3 separate regions of the Zea mays genome follow, and all the other regions are linked to region 2. A link is a contact called in public Hi-C data. All regions are on one chromosome and are shown on one strand. The core of a region is the stretch at or near the end of the contact, and the rest is flanking DNA. Distances in the headings are between cores, read along the strand shown. Region 1 holds the start of LOC100501764. Region 2 holds the start of LOC103625846 (ocs element-binding factor 1-like). Region 3 holds the start of LOC100285864 (thiol disulfide interchange protein txlA).

Region 1 (3,746 bases), core at 65-2,564, 360 kb after region 2:
AAAATGAAGTTATGATGAAGTCTGGCCGGAACAGAGACAGCCCCAGCGAGTCCATGTCCTTAGGCCCCAGAGCCCCAGCATCAAGCAGGACATGCCAGTGGTTCTGCTGAGCCAATGCCATCCACTGGTACGAGTACTTTGCCCCCGTCACCCTCGACTGCACAGGGAACACGAAGAGGCCAGTGGCGGAGTCCTTGCGCCGCCGCTTCTTGGTGGAGATCAGCTTCCGGAGCTCCGTGGTGCAGATCTTGAGCGTGGGCCACTTGAACCAGGCGGAGTATGCCTTGGCTCCCTTGTCACGCGCGACCTGCGTCATCCAGTTCACGGACTGGGACTCGTGGTCGAACATGGTGAGCAGGCGCTTGTTGGTGCCGAAGGGGTAGCACTCGGCGAGGAGCCGGAAGGCCGAGCCGCGGCTGACCGTGAAGACGAGACAGTACTCGGACTCGGGGATGTTGAGGTAATCCATGATGCGGTTCTTGATGTCGTGCTCCGCGGTGCCCTTCTCGGCGGCGCCGTAGAGCGCATGGTTGCTGAGGTTGGCGGTGATCTCCGAGAGCGTGAACGCCGCTGACGAGTCCGCAGGGTTGCAGCTTTGGAGGTAGGAGAAGAGGCCAAAGCCGCAGTAGTCGAGGCATACCTTGTCCAGGTGCGGGTACTCGTCGGCGCGGAGGCGGTCCACGTCCGACGCGGACGCGTAGTTGGGGTACATGACGAGGAACTTGGCGAGCGCCTCCTCCAGCACAGGGAGCGCGTCCGGCGACTGGAACGCGCGCTCCGCGGCCAACGCCGTCGCGCGCAGGAAGTCCCTCTGCGCGTGGAGCCGCGCCAGCGACCGCGACCGCCCCACGGACCCCTCCTCCGCACCGCCGTCCCCTCCATCGAGGAGCGCCACGTCGCGGGACTTGGCGAGGGACCCGTCCTCGGACGCCTCCTCCAGCGCCTCCCGCAGCTTGCTCTCCTGCAGCCGTCGCCCGCCGCCGGACCCCGCGCCCGCTCCCGCCGGCGGCGTCCGCGGCGGACGGTTCTTCTTGTCCAGGAGCAGCGCGGCGCAGTGGGACAGCGGCTTCCACAGTTTCAGATGCATGGCCGCCCGCCCGCCTGCCCGCGCAGAAATCCGGGACCTTTCCTACAACATCCGATTCCCCACCGCCGCCGATGGCCCCCTCGCGAATTCTCGGGATCAAATCAGCCCGCGATCGAATTCGACGCGGACAAGGGTCTCTCCTAGGGCTTCGAGGGATCGACGGAGACGGACGATCGGGCTGGGTGCCCTCACCGCTGCGGAATCTGGATCAAGGAACAGAGCAGAGAGAGAAGGGGACAGGCGGAGGAGTGAAAGGAAGAGGAAGCAAGGGCCGAAGGGGAGAGAGAGAGGACAGACGAGGAGGAGGAGGAGGAAGCGGAAGGGAGTTATTGGAGCACACCAACTCGTCTGCACGGAATTAAAAGCAGGGGGTCCCAATCCAAGCATTTAATGGCGACTCCACAAAATTGTTTGGCTGTATTTTGGATTTTGCTTCATCGGTAGATAGATTTCGATCTCATCTACGGAAAAAAAAACTAATGTACAGATATCCCAGATTTGCCTTTCGCTCGAAAATGCAATCTGTACTGAATCAAACAATCTTTGGAGATAAATGAGCTGTGGCAGATTTGCATTGCTGGTGAACTCATTAATTACTGCTTGCACTAGAGTCCTTAAGAAACCTCCTTGTCCGGTGGCGGTGAGCCGGTGACAACTTTTAAATTAAAATAAATCTCGCCTTCTGGAAATTTATAATTAACTAAATCTATAAGACCAACTACCGTATAAAATATTATTTTACATTATTTATAAAGTGAAATTTAAAATAAATAAAGAGTGAGATAGAGAGTCTACTGAAGATAGTTCAAGACGTTATATTTATTTCACCGGATATATTGAATATATCTTTATAACAAATAGATTTTCAAGGTACAAATGTAGATATTATTATTTTTATAAAGTGTGGCTTATTTTAAATTTAGCGTTAATTATTTTTAGTACGGAGAGTGCCTCATTTTGTCTTACATGACATTTTTCTACTATTTTTCAAGCAGAAAACATAGTCATTTGATTTTTTTTCTATTCTTCTCACTATACGTGTTTACACCTTGGGGTTGAACATTGTGTTACGCTGAAAGTTTTGGTTTGTCGGAGAAGATGGGAGTGGAAACGGGATGGGTCATGTGCATTGACTTTGTCCCGAGGAAAGTAAAGATATTCTCCTTGGGGCCGGGATTCCAGCTTCTGATCTGAAATGACTGGTTTTTCATGTACGTTCAATTGGCCATGGCTCAGAAAAGTCCAACCTCAGCACACACAAAAAAAGAGCTTCTTCAACGCTGCATCAAAATGGGACCCGACCTGATTCTTGTCGCAATTTAGGAACTCCCAAGTCCTAATCCTACATGTTTTGTTTTTCCAAACCTAATGATGCCCAGCCAACTACTGCTTTTCTTTTCTCCCCCACGGTACCGTACCGCGCGCTATGGATGATATGCCAACGAAACTGAATAATAATGCACAGAGAGGGCATTGCAGCCCACAAATTAACACATGATCGCCAGCTCGCCATGCCCAACTAATCTCAGAATCGCTAGTCCTGCTCCCAGCTTTCAAGAGATGTGGAAGACAGGTTTGCCCGAACGATGAAGCGAGCTGGTGTTTCTCATCCTGGAGTCACTTTCCTGACAGTTGGCCGGCGTCCATGTCGTCCAGGGATCATCAGTGCTTAACTGACGGCTAGCACTGCGATAGATATAAACAAGTCGTAGCAGAAACGCCCTGCAGCACACGTACATTGGCAGCCCAGCAAGTACGCGAGAGGGAGGGCTGAAGCTAGCTACCATCGCGTAGCAGTCCCAAGTGGAGTAGCTTGTGGGGGGAGGGTGGGGAAGAGAGTGTAGTTTAAAACCCTTCAATTCAAGGCCATGCTGTGGTTCTTGCAATGGCAACAAATGAACAGAACCACCCCGGCCCGAGTTGGGTTCTGCTGCTGCAGCATGGCCGTCAGCTTTATGTACAAGCATCCAAACCACACTTTTGGCGGTGCAGATCAAGTGTAAATTATTGATACACCGCCCGTACAAGTAATAAAAGTAGTTTGGCCCAAACTCTTGCCGAATGTCAGCTAGCTCAGACATGGGGGGTCCTCGTTTGGGAATTTGACCACGGTTACCGATAAACCTGCTGCTAGTGGTGGTAGCGTAACCATGAACCACTAGGGATAAAAGAAACCGCACCAGGTGCCGACGAGGCTTGGTTTCAGTAACTACTCTTTCTGATTAGGCCGAGGACTCTTTGCTGCGTTGCGTAATAAGCGCGATGGCGGTGTTTAATTACGCAGATAAAACTCTCGACTGGTCCAATGTCAACCTGAAATCCGGGTGACGCCGTGCCGCCATCGGAGCTGCGATGTGAATAATAATAATAGACTAGAGCAGAGAGCCTGTCCTGCTGGCTGGAGATACTTTTTTTTTCGTAGAAACTGCGTGTGTGTGGCCCTTGGCTTCCTCTGTGCGGCCATGTTCACGACGCCTTGCAAGCTCCTTGCTTGCTGTGCTGTGCTGTGCATGACGCTCCTCGCTGTTCAGGCATCATCAGTCCTTCACCTGCACAACTCATAGCTCCCTCCAGTTTCCAGCAATCAGCAAACACACATGCGCACAGCAGATTCTGGGGGTGAAAAGAAAAAGGGTTTCCATAACACAACACTACATGA
Region 2 (4,169 bases), core at 1,591-4,090:
GTGGTGATGGATCAACTCATTTTATTCCACAAACCAAACAAAAATAGTGAGAAGTGAGAAGATGATAGACTAGCTCATTCCTCAAACTAAACACATCATAAGGTAATGGTCCCACCTGTCATATCGAGGTCCCGTCTGGTTGCGGGGATGGGCGGCAATAAATCGTACCCGGCCCCGCCATCTCTGATGCGGATTAGTTTTTGTCGTTACCTTTCCCCATGGTGAGTATTATCTCTCCATCTCGTCATCTAAGAGCTAGTTTGGAAGACACAAAACCAGAGGGGATTGGAGTGGTTAAAATCCTCTCCTTATTCAATTTTGAATAAGAAGGGAATTTTAGCCCCTCTAACCCTCTTTGGCTATTGGACTCCCAAACTAGCTCTAATAGAGTAATTCTCCGTCGAGGATCGGAAATGGGCTCATTGTCATCCCTACTACTTCTGTCAGCATCCTGTCGGTTACCCCTCACCCTCCCACTCGCTGCACTGTATGAGTCAATCGAACGACTAATATGGACTGGAATAGTATAGCAGCAATACAATTGTTATTAGACAACTGCGATAACGCTTTGCGCTAGGCTTGGTTGAATTTGGGCTCGGTAGATTGATGCGGGTGTAAGGGATTGACGCGGCCCGCGTGGGGTTAGGACTCCGCCGCTTCTTGGGCCAGTGCACATTCCAGGCGCCAAGGTTCAAAATTCTGCTGGACTCGGTCGGTCTTGCGAGGGAAGCCGCGGATGACGAGTGCTTTTGGCGTGTGCAGCGCAGCCCAAGCTGTGTCGAGACTCGAGACGGTCAGGTACAAGGTACAAGTGTACAACTGCAGGTCTACAACAGTTTTTTTTTTTTTTTTTGCTTTTTTGTTTTACAACCAGACGCATAAGACCATGCATAAGTAAATACGGGGTGCTTAGAGGATGCCAGGATGGGTTTAACGAAAAACCGACTTTATATATGTGTGTGTTTGCATGTGTATGTATATACTATAATTGCACCAGGTGGGTCAAAAGAATATACAAAATGCTTAAGTTCGCAGTTTCGTTTCTGATTCTTAATAATTGTGTCAATAAGATAGCCAATATTATGTAAGCACCTTTTCCATGCTTTCTTTAAATATATATATATGTTAAAACTCGGCAAGAGTCTTTCCAAACTACTTCCCCCGTCTCACAGTATAAGGAGTAACCGTTTTTTTGTCCTTATCCCATAATGTAAGACGTACTCTTTCTACGCACACGTACATCGATGCATGCAATGTTATAAAGAGAATTAAATGTATTTTTTAGTCTTTGAACCAGTGATGGTTATATTTTATATAATTGGACAGAGAGAGTACGTAGAAAAAACTGAAGTGAAAAATTGCGATACTCTATACCTCGATTCTCTGTGTTTTCCACTAGATCACACTAGTGATATTTCTCGATGCAAGCAACGGTCTAGACAAACACAGTCAGAGGCGGATCCAAGTGCAGTAAAATATAATTAAATCTAGGTAAAAGTTAGACAAAACTATATGTTTATAGTATAAGTATTATATTTTTGTCCATGCTCTCAGTCATGTTAAACATCAGAGGCATAGCGCAGTCATCGTGTCAAATCCACGGATTAACCTACAAGATGCAAAGCGATAAAAAACATCAAAAGTTAAATTGAATTACTCGTTATAGTTTAGGTATTCGACGTAGATTCAGCGACTCCGACCCCTTCTAGGTGATATAAATATAATATTCACATCAAGCTACACGTAGCACGATTATGCAATTTACACGTCAACACGGGAACCCTGTACCCTGTAGCTCTAGCTGTACTAGTAAGGGGGTGTTTGTGAACAAAGTTTTTCTGCAGTTTTGGAAGAATACTGCAGTATTCTCAAATACTGCAGTATTATATACATAATGGTGTTTGGCAAGCTGGGTAAAATCTCTGTTTTCAAAACTGAAGTATTGCAAATACTATAGTTGTTTTAAGGCATTCTAAACTTAGCTCTGGACCTCAGTTTTCAAAACTGCGGTATTATAAACTACGGTATTGTCATAACTAAAGTATAGTATAATATTTCAAAAACTGTAGTTTTCAAAAACTTTGTTCCCAAACAGGGACTAATAGTATAGTGCTACCGGCTGACCGCTGCATGCACCGTACTAGCAAGCCTCGGTGTGTGTGCCCAACTGCCCTCAGCCCATGCATGTTTCCAGTTCACCATAGCATGCGAGAGCGCGAGACTGCAACTGCGAGTGGGCGCGAGACTTCGTTCCACCGGGCAGAAGAACGTCCCTCTCGCCAGCCGCCTACGTCGTCAGCGACGCCAGCCCCAGCAGCGCCGCCGCCGGCGCGGGCGCGACTCCGGCCTTATGCTGCGGCTGCTGGGCGTACGACGCGATCGCGAGGAGCCTGCGCGCGAGCGCGGCGGCCTCGGCGCGGAGCCGCGCGTTCTGGCAGCGCACGGCGAGGCCGTGCCGCGCCAGGGCCTGCAGCCTGGCCTCCAGCTCCCGCTTCTGGCCGCGGAGCCGCGCCGCCTCCGCGCGGAGCTCCTCCAGCCGCTGCTGCTTCCGCGCTCGCGACCGGCGCGCCGACAGCCGGTTCGACAGCTTGCGGCGCTGCCGCCGGCGCCTCTCCTCCTCCTCGGGGTCCGGGTGCCTCGCTGCCGCGGCCGGCGTCGACGCCATCACCTGCTCCAGGCCAGGGCACGACTCGGGCCCCCACGGCGTGAACCCGCACGTGGTAACGTCCATCGTCGTGCCGCAGCTGGACGACGCAAGCTCAAGGGCTTCCTGCACGGACAGCATCTCCTTGTGTCCGCAATTCCAGAATACTAGGTGGGGGCGGGCGATTAGAGAATCGGGGAAAAGGGAGGAACGATGAGGAAACGCCCGCTACTTATAGAGGGAAGAAAAACAGAGACCGCTCCCCCGAGCCTGGCGAGGTGGGCCCCGCCGCTGATGTGGCCCACCGCTACGTGGGTGGGGACGTGGGGTGTCTTCTTTCACGGGTGGCTAGATTCAGCCGCCCGCTAGTATATCCGCCCCGCCACAGGGACTCCATCTGATCCGACGGCCGGCAGAGGATGATCTGGGCATCCCTAACCGACGGTGGTGGGGGTGGGCTGGTGGCGTTGTAGCTTAGCCGCGAAGGAATGTCGCGCGGCGAGTGCATGCACACGTGCCAGGGCCGCCGGCTCTCGATCCCTTCCGGCGCCGCGGCCCATGCTCGGCGGGAGCACCACCTCCGGAGCTAGCAGCTAGCATAGCAGACTACTGTCGACTGGGGCCGCGTGGCGCGTCTCGCCTGAAGCTGGCGGCATGGAGGTGTGCCCGACGTACGGTGCTTGGCTCGACCTGCTGCTGCGTGCTGCGAATCAATTGCGAGGCCGCGGAGGGGTACACATCACACACGCGACAAAATCCGTCCGGCGCATTCAGCATTCTCGTCCATTGCATGCGGCTAGGCGACGCAGGTTCAAAGCATCGAGCAACGACGACGTCGTTACACACGTACGTTCATACGCTAATTAAAGCAGTCGGTACACGTATCTCGAAGCTGACAACACCATTGTTCGCCTAGCTACTAACTACGTGCGCGACAACCGCGTTTGTGGAAGGACTGCCATGCATTAGCAGTGGCGGCGGTGATGATCTTCAACACGTACGTGCTGCGACCTGCACTCTCTCTGCATCATGCGAGGTGCATGCTTCATCGACCTGCTGATGATAAGACTCACTGCCACTACTGCCGGAATTCACTAGTACAGATCCTGGCTGGCTGGTTGATGATGCATGATCTTATGATCATCAGCTAGACGTTGGATAACGGTAAAAGCGAGCTGCCTGGATCACGCGGTAATTGGAGCGCACATTCATTCAAGAACGTCGGCTTCAGCCGGCCGGCTACCTTAAGCTAGCAAGTGAATGCGACGTACGGGTTGGGGATCCAGCTGCTTCACGAGGTCTTCTTCTAGCCCGTGCATGAACGGACGCAGTTTCCATTGTTATAGTGTTCTCACTCAAAAGTTTTCTGGTCATAGAAGCCGTCAAGAACAGATGTCATCGTAGCAAAGCAATGGGCACTGATCCAGATTCCCCGTGTGTCGGTGTTTTGGATTGGGAGGGCCTCAAACCGACTAGTGAATTTATGTTGCGTGCCTCTGTTCGGATGAGTTGATAAAAAAAAAAG
Region 3 (4,087 bases), core at 234-2,733, 280 kb after region 2:
GGGCCGTAAATCTTAGCCTCATTTATTGGGCTTCGCTATGCGGGGCTCGGTGGGATGAGCCGGTTGGGCTGCCTATCGTGTGTTTCTTCGTCCCCATTTATCCTTCAACTTTAGATCCTCGGCTCTCAAACCAGTCCAAATAATCTAGTAGTTTTAAATACATTTTTTTGTATTAAAAAATAATGAATACTCCCTCCGTTTCTTTTTATTTGTCGCTGGATAGTGCAAAATTACACTATCCAGCGACAAATAAAAAGAAACGGAGGGGGTACTTGATACTGTTTTTATACCACAGAAGACGTTTCTAACCGTCTAAGAGTACGGACGAAAGTTACAGGGTTAGATTACAATATAAAGAGTACTAGTAAATATTTATAATTCATGAAAATATACCCAAAAGTAATTTTAAAAAAAACATCTAGCTCTAACAAATTGAGACAAATATATTAAAAAGACAGGAAACTAACTAACAATACTTTTCTAATCAATGGATAACCAAGTTTATAACTCTGCATTGTGAAATTAATATATACAACCAGCATGAATGTCACATACATTGATATTAAATGCATTTATGATGGTTGTGTCTTTTGGTTATGTAAAGTTTTTCAAAACATGCTAGAATGTTATTAGAATGAAATTTATATGCTTTAGATTTTTTTTTTGTTTTCCTATAGATAAATCTTTTTTAAAAGTTTTTAAAAGTGTTTCCATGAGCTCTAGATATTTTATTTCATCCCAACCTATCTTAAGACTTTTATTTTACAATGTTTAAAAGTTTAGATGTTTTTTTGTTCTAATATCCTTATCGAGCTTTTATAGAAAGTACCGAAAATACCAAAGTTGTCTTCAAACCCCCTTTAAAGTAGGGCGAAGAGGTGATTTGAATAGTTTCGAGAGGCCGATGAGTAAGATATTTGTTTTTAGAGGTTGAGAGTGGTAGACTGTGACGTAATCCAGAGAGGTAAAATAGACCTTTTTTTCATACAAACGCATAAAACATAATACGATCCTTGGATAAATCTTTAAGATTCATGTGCAGATGTGTTTAGATTGCCACGTGTCGCAACATATTTGTTAAGTTCAATACTGGGACGAATTGAAATGCATGGCATGATTGTTTGATAAATTTTTAAGTCACAAATCATCTACATAACTATATAAAATATGATAAATATCGTTGGAAGGTACGAACTTGTTTATTTGTACGATAAAAAAGCTTTGATGAAAAAAGAAGGGCCGGTACGTGCTTTTATTCTTTTATTAGGCCGGACATATCATCCCTATTGGACCGATCGCGTGTTGCTTGTGCGGTATGGACCGATTGGGTTACTGCTTCTCTGCCTTACGTGTTGGGCCTTTCCAAAGCCCATAATTGCCCAGTCCTCATGCATCGCACGATTCCGGGCTGCGTGGCGCCACGCTGGCCACCCACATCATCCTTCTCCAGTTCTCCTCCGCCTCTCCGGGTTTGACTCTGCTGCGAGCCCGAACCCGAAGCAGCAGAGCTGCAAAATCTAGTCTAGAGCGAAAGAAATGGCGAGCGTGGCCTCCGCGAGGTGTTACGGCCTTCTCCTCCCGCCAAGCTTCGCCGGAGCACGGTGCTGCTCCCGTCCGTCCTCTTCGCTCCGTCTGCGGCCGCGGTGGGGCCTGCGCCGGCCGAGGACCCCCCTCGCCTGCGTCGCGCCGCCCGACTCCGCGGAGCCACAGACGGTGCGTTTTCTTAGCACACCAAAGACCCACCTACCTCAAGTTATTTCCCTGCATACAAAATGAAGCTGTGGAAATTATTATTTTCCAAAGCAATTACGAGGAAAACCTAGTCTACTAAGTCAATACTCTTCCAAGTCCCAACCTGTGTAGATGGTAGAAGGCAGAAACAAGTTACTGGGATTTTGCAGTCTTGAGCCAATACTCTTGCTTGGTTATACCTCAATCACCCATTGAGAAGTATGGACTGACGCACTGACGTGGTATTTTCCTTCCACAGGATGAGCAGGCTGTGAAAGCTGAATCTATCCAAGAAGATGCTCCGACTAGTACACCCGAGGATGCTGGGCTTCCAGCTCTCCCGAATAAGGATCTCAACAGAAGGGTAGCACTACTGTCCACTCTTGGAGCGGTGGCTCTGTTTGCATCCCAGAGGCTCAATCTTAGCGAGGCATCTCTTAAAGATCTTGCAGCCAATTCGGTTCCATATGAAGAGGTCAGCATTTTTGTCCTTGATGTGCATTATGTGCCTGGTGAAAATGCTAGAGTTCATATACTCGAACCAATACTACGCTTTGTGTTTATTTAGTTAATTGGTTGGTTTCCAAAAACAAAAGTGATTGGCTGGTATTTACAAACGGTGGTGTTACTGTATCATTCTTTGCAATTGTTGTTCATGATATGCAGAATAGTAACTGACTGGAAAAGTGGAAAGTAATAATTTCAGTAGACAAAGCAATGTATTTTTCTTCTTTTTCTCTGCCCTGTTACTGAATCCATGCATCTTCGGTTACTTCAAGTCGTATTGGTATTCTTTGTTTGATACGTGATTCATCTAGTTCCTGCCATATGTTACTAGCATTTTCTTATTAATCTATTCCATTTTGTTGACTGTCAAATTTATTTTGACCAAAAACCCTGCTAAGCTGGAATCACATTATTCTGTAGATGTTTTTCTTCACCATGAATGTATATGAAACTTAACCTGATAAATCCATCCGCAGGCTCTTTCAAATGGCAGGCCCACTGTGGTTGAGTTTTATGCAGACTGGTGCGAGGTCTGCAGAGAATTAGCTCCGGATATCTACAAAGTGGAACAGCAATACAAGTAACGTGTTTTCAGACCACTTTTCACATTTTTGCACTTTAAACCTCAAATAACAACTGTGGCTCATTTCATAGAAGCAATGCTTCTCCATGATTTTATCATGTTGCCTATCCTATTAACCGCACTTGATTGGACCTTCTGTTGACCAAGATCGTCAAAACACAATTATTTTTTACGAAGACCATCTTCGAATCCGTTGCCTTTATTTATCCGATTCTCGCCAATCCTATTTACACATCTCGAGCGTTCTTTCCAGGGACCGTGTCAATTTTGTGATGCTGAATGTTGACAACACGAAGTGGGAGCAAGAGCTTGACGAGTTCGGGGTGGAAGGCATTCCTCACTTCGCCTTTCTGGATAAGGAAGGAAACGAGGAAGGCAATGTTGTCGGGAGACTTCCAAAGCAGTATTTCCTTGACAACGTGGTTGCGCTTGCTTCTGGTGATCCCGAGATACCGCACGCACGAGTGGTCGGTCAGTTCTCGAGCGCTGAATCTAGGAAAGTTCATCAAGTCGCTGATCCCAGAAGTCATGGCTAGCAGTAGTTGTTTTCTATGTGGACAGCTGTAATCATAGTTCTAATGCCAAGACCGTTTGACAAGTAAGCCTTTCTTTCCCTTAATCTCTTTATCAGGTCATTAATAAGTATGTGTGTCATGCAACCTTTTTTGGAATAAAATAGCTCAGTTAGTTTTTTTTAAAAAAAAAATGCCCAGGCCGTGTAGTGTAGTTCTTTCAGGCCTGTTCAAGAGTTTATAACTTTAACAAGATAGTATTGTAGGTTACCACAAGTTCACAGTTTTTTTTTTCACATTTAAATGGCTTCCTGGCAACAAAAAAAACATTGGTCCTTTTGCCTTTTGTGAAGGAAAGTATTTTAACCAGGCTATGGAGCTAATTTGAAATTGCCTTAATATAAAGAAATGAACCACAGCAAGTGGAATTGACACTTCATGACTGTGATCTACACCAATTTTCATAAGTTACAGTCTTGTTTTTTTGCAGGAGGAGATCCTAGGCTATATACTATAGTTCATTCAGCCCTCCCTGTATCGAACATGCGGGCGCTGCAAAGAGCTGGTAGATTCCACAAAACCCGGAAGAAAAGGCTGGCGCGGATTCCTTCAGTGATACTGAAACGGTTGCATGTTATTATTATACGAGATACTGTTACGTTTTTTAAAAGCAGTATAGAGGGTGTGTGGCTCATGAAAGAATCTCGCCTTTGTTTATTCGCTGCTCGTGTAACACATGTTTACGCTGCCTTTT

Evidence for each region. Hi-C and Micro-C count contacts between places; a contact is called where the count stands out from the background.
Region 1: a Hi-C map of leaf shows a contact between it and region 2, with 5 times the contacts expected there. The contact joins the promoter of LOC100501764 here to the promoter of LOC103625846 in region 2. A contact is called at or near these places in 4 of 25 Hi-C or Micro-C datasets (ear, leaf and leaf mesophyll).
Region 3: a contact with region 2 is called in a Hi-C map of bundle sheath, with 2.9 times the contacts expected there. The contact joins the promoter of LOC100285864 here to the promoter of LOC103625846 in region 2. A contact is called at or near these places in 8 of 25 Hi-C or Micro-C datasets (bundle sheath, ear, leaf and 2 more).

What each region holds. Positions count from the first base shown.
Region 1 is chr5:6,348,131-6,351,876 of Zm-B73-REFERENCE-NAM-5.0, forward strand. LOC100501764 reads right to left here and starts at 1,315. Exons shown (of 1, transcript NM_001196426.2): 1 at 1-1,315. The coding sequence starts at 1,087.
Region 2 is chr5:5,990,277-5,994,445 of Zm-B73-REFERENCE-NAM-5.0, forward strand. It overlaps LOC103625846 (ocs element-binding factor 1-like), which reads right to left and starts at 2,841. Exons shown (of 1, transcript XM_008646245.4): 1 at 1,821-2,841. The coding sequence starts at 2,785. The coding sequence ends at 2,288.
Region 3 is chr5:6,271,569-6,275,655 of Zm-B73-REFERENCE-NAM-5.0, forward strand. LOC100285864 (thiol disulfide interchange protein txlA) reads left to right here and starts at 1,484. Exons shown (of 5, transcript NM_001158754.2): 1 at 1,484-1,713; 2 at 1,991-2,206; 3 at 2,715-2,818; 4 at 3,075-3,419; 5 at 3,808-4,087. The coding sequence starts at 1,537. The coding sequence ends at 3,357.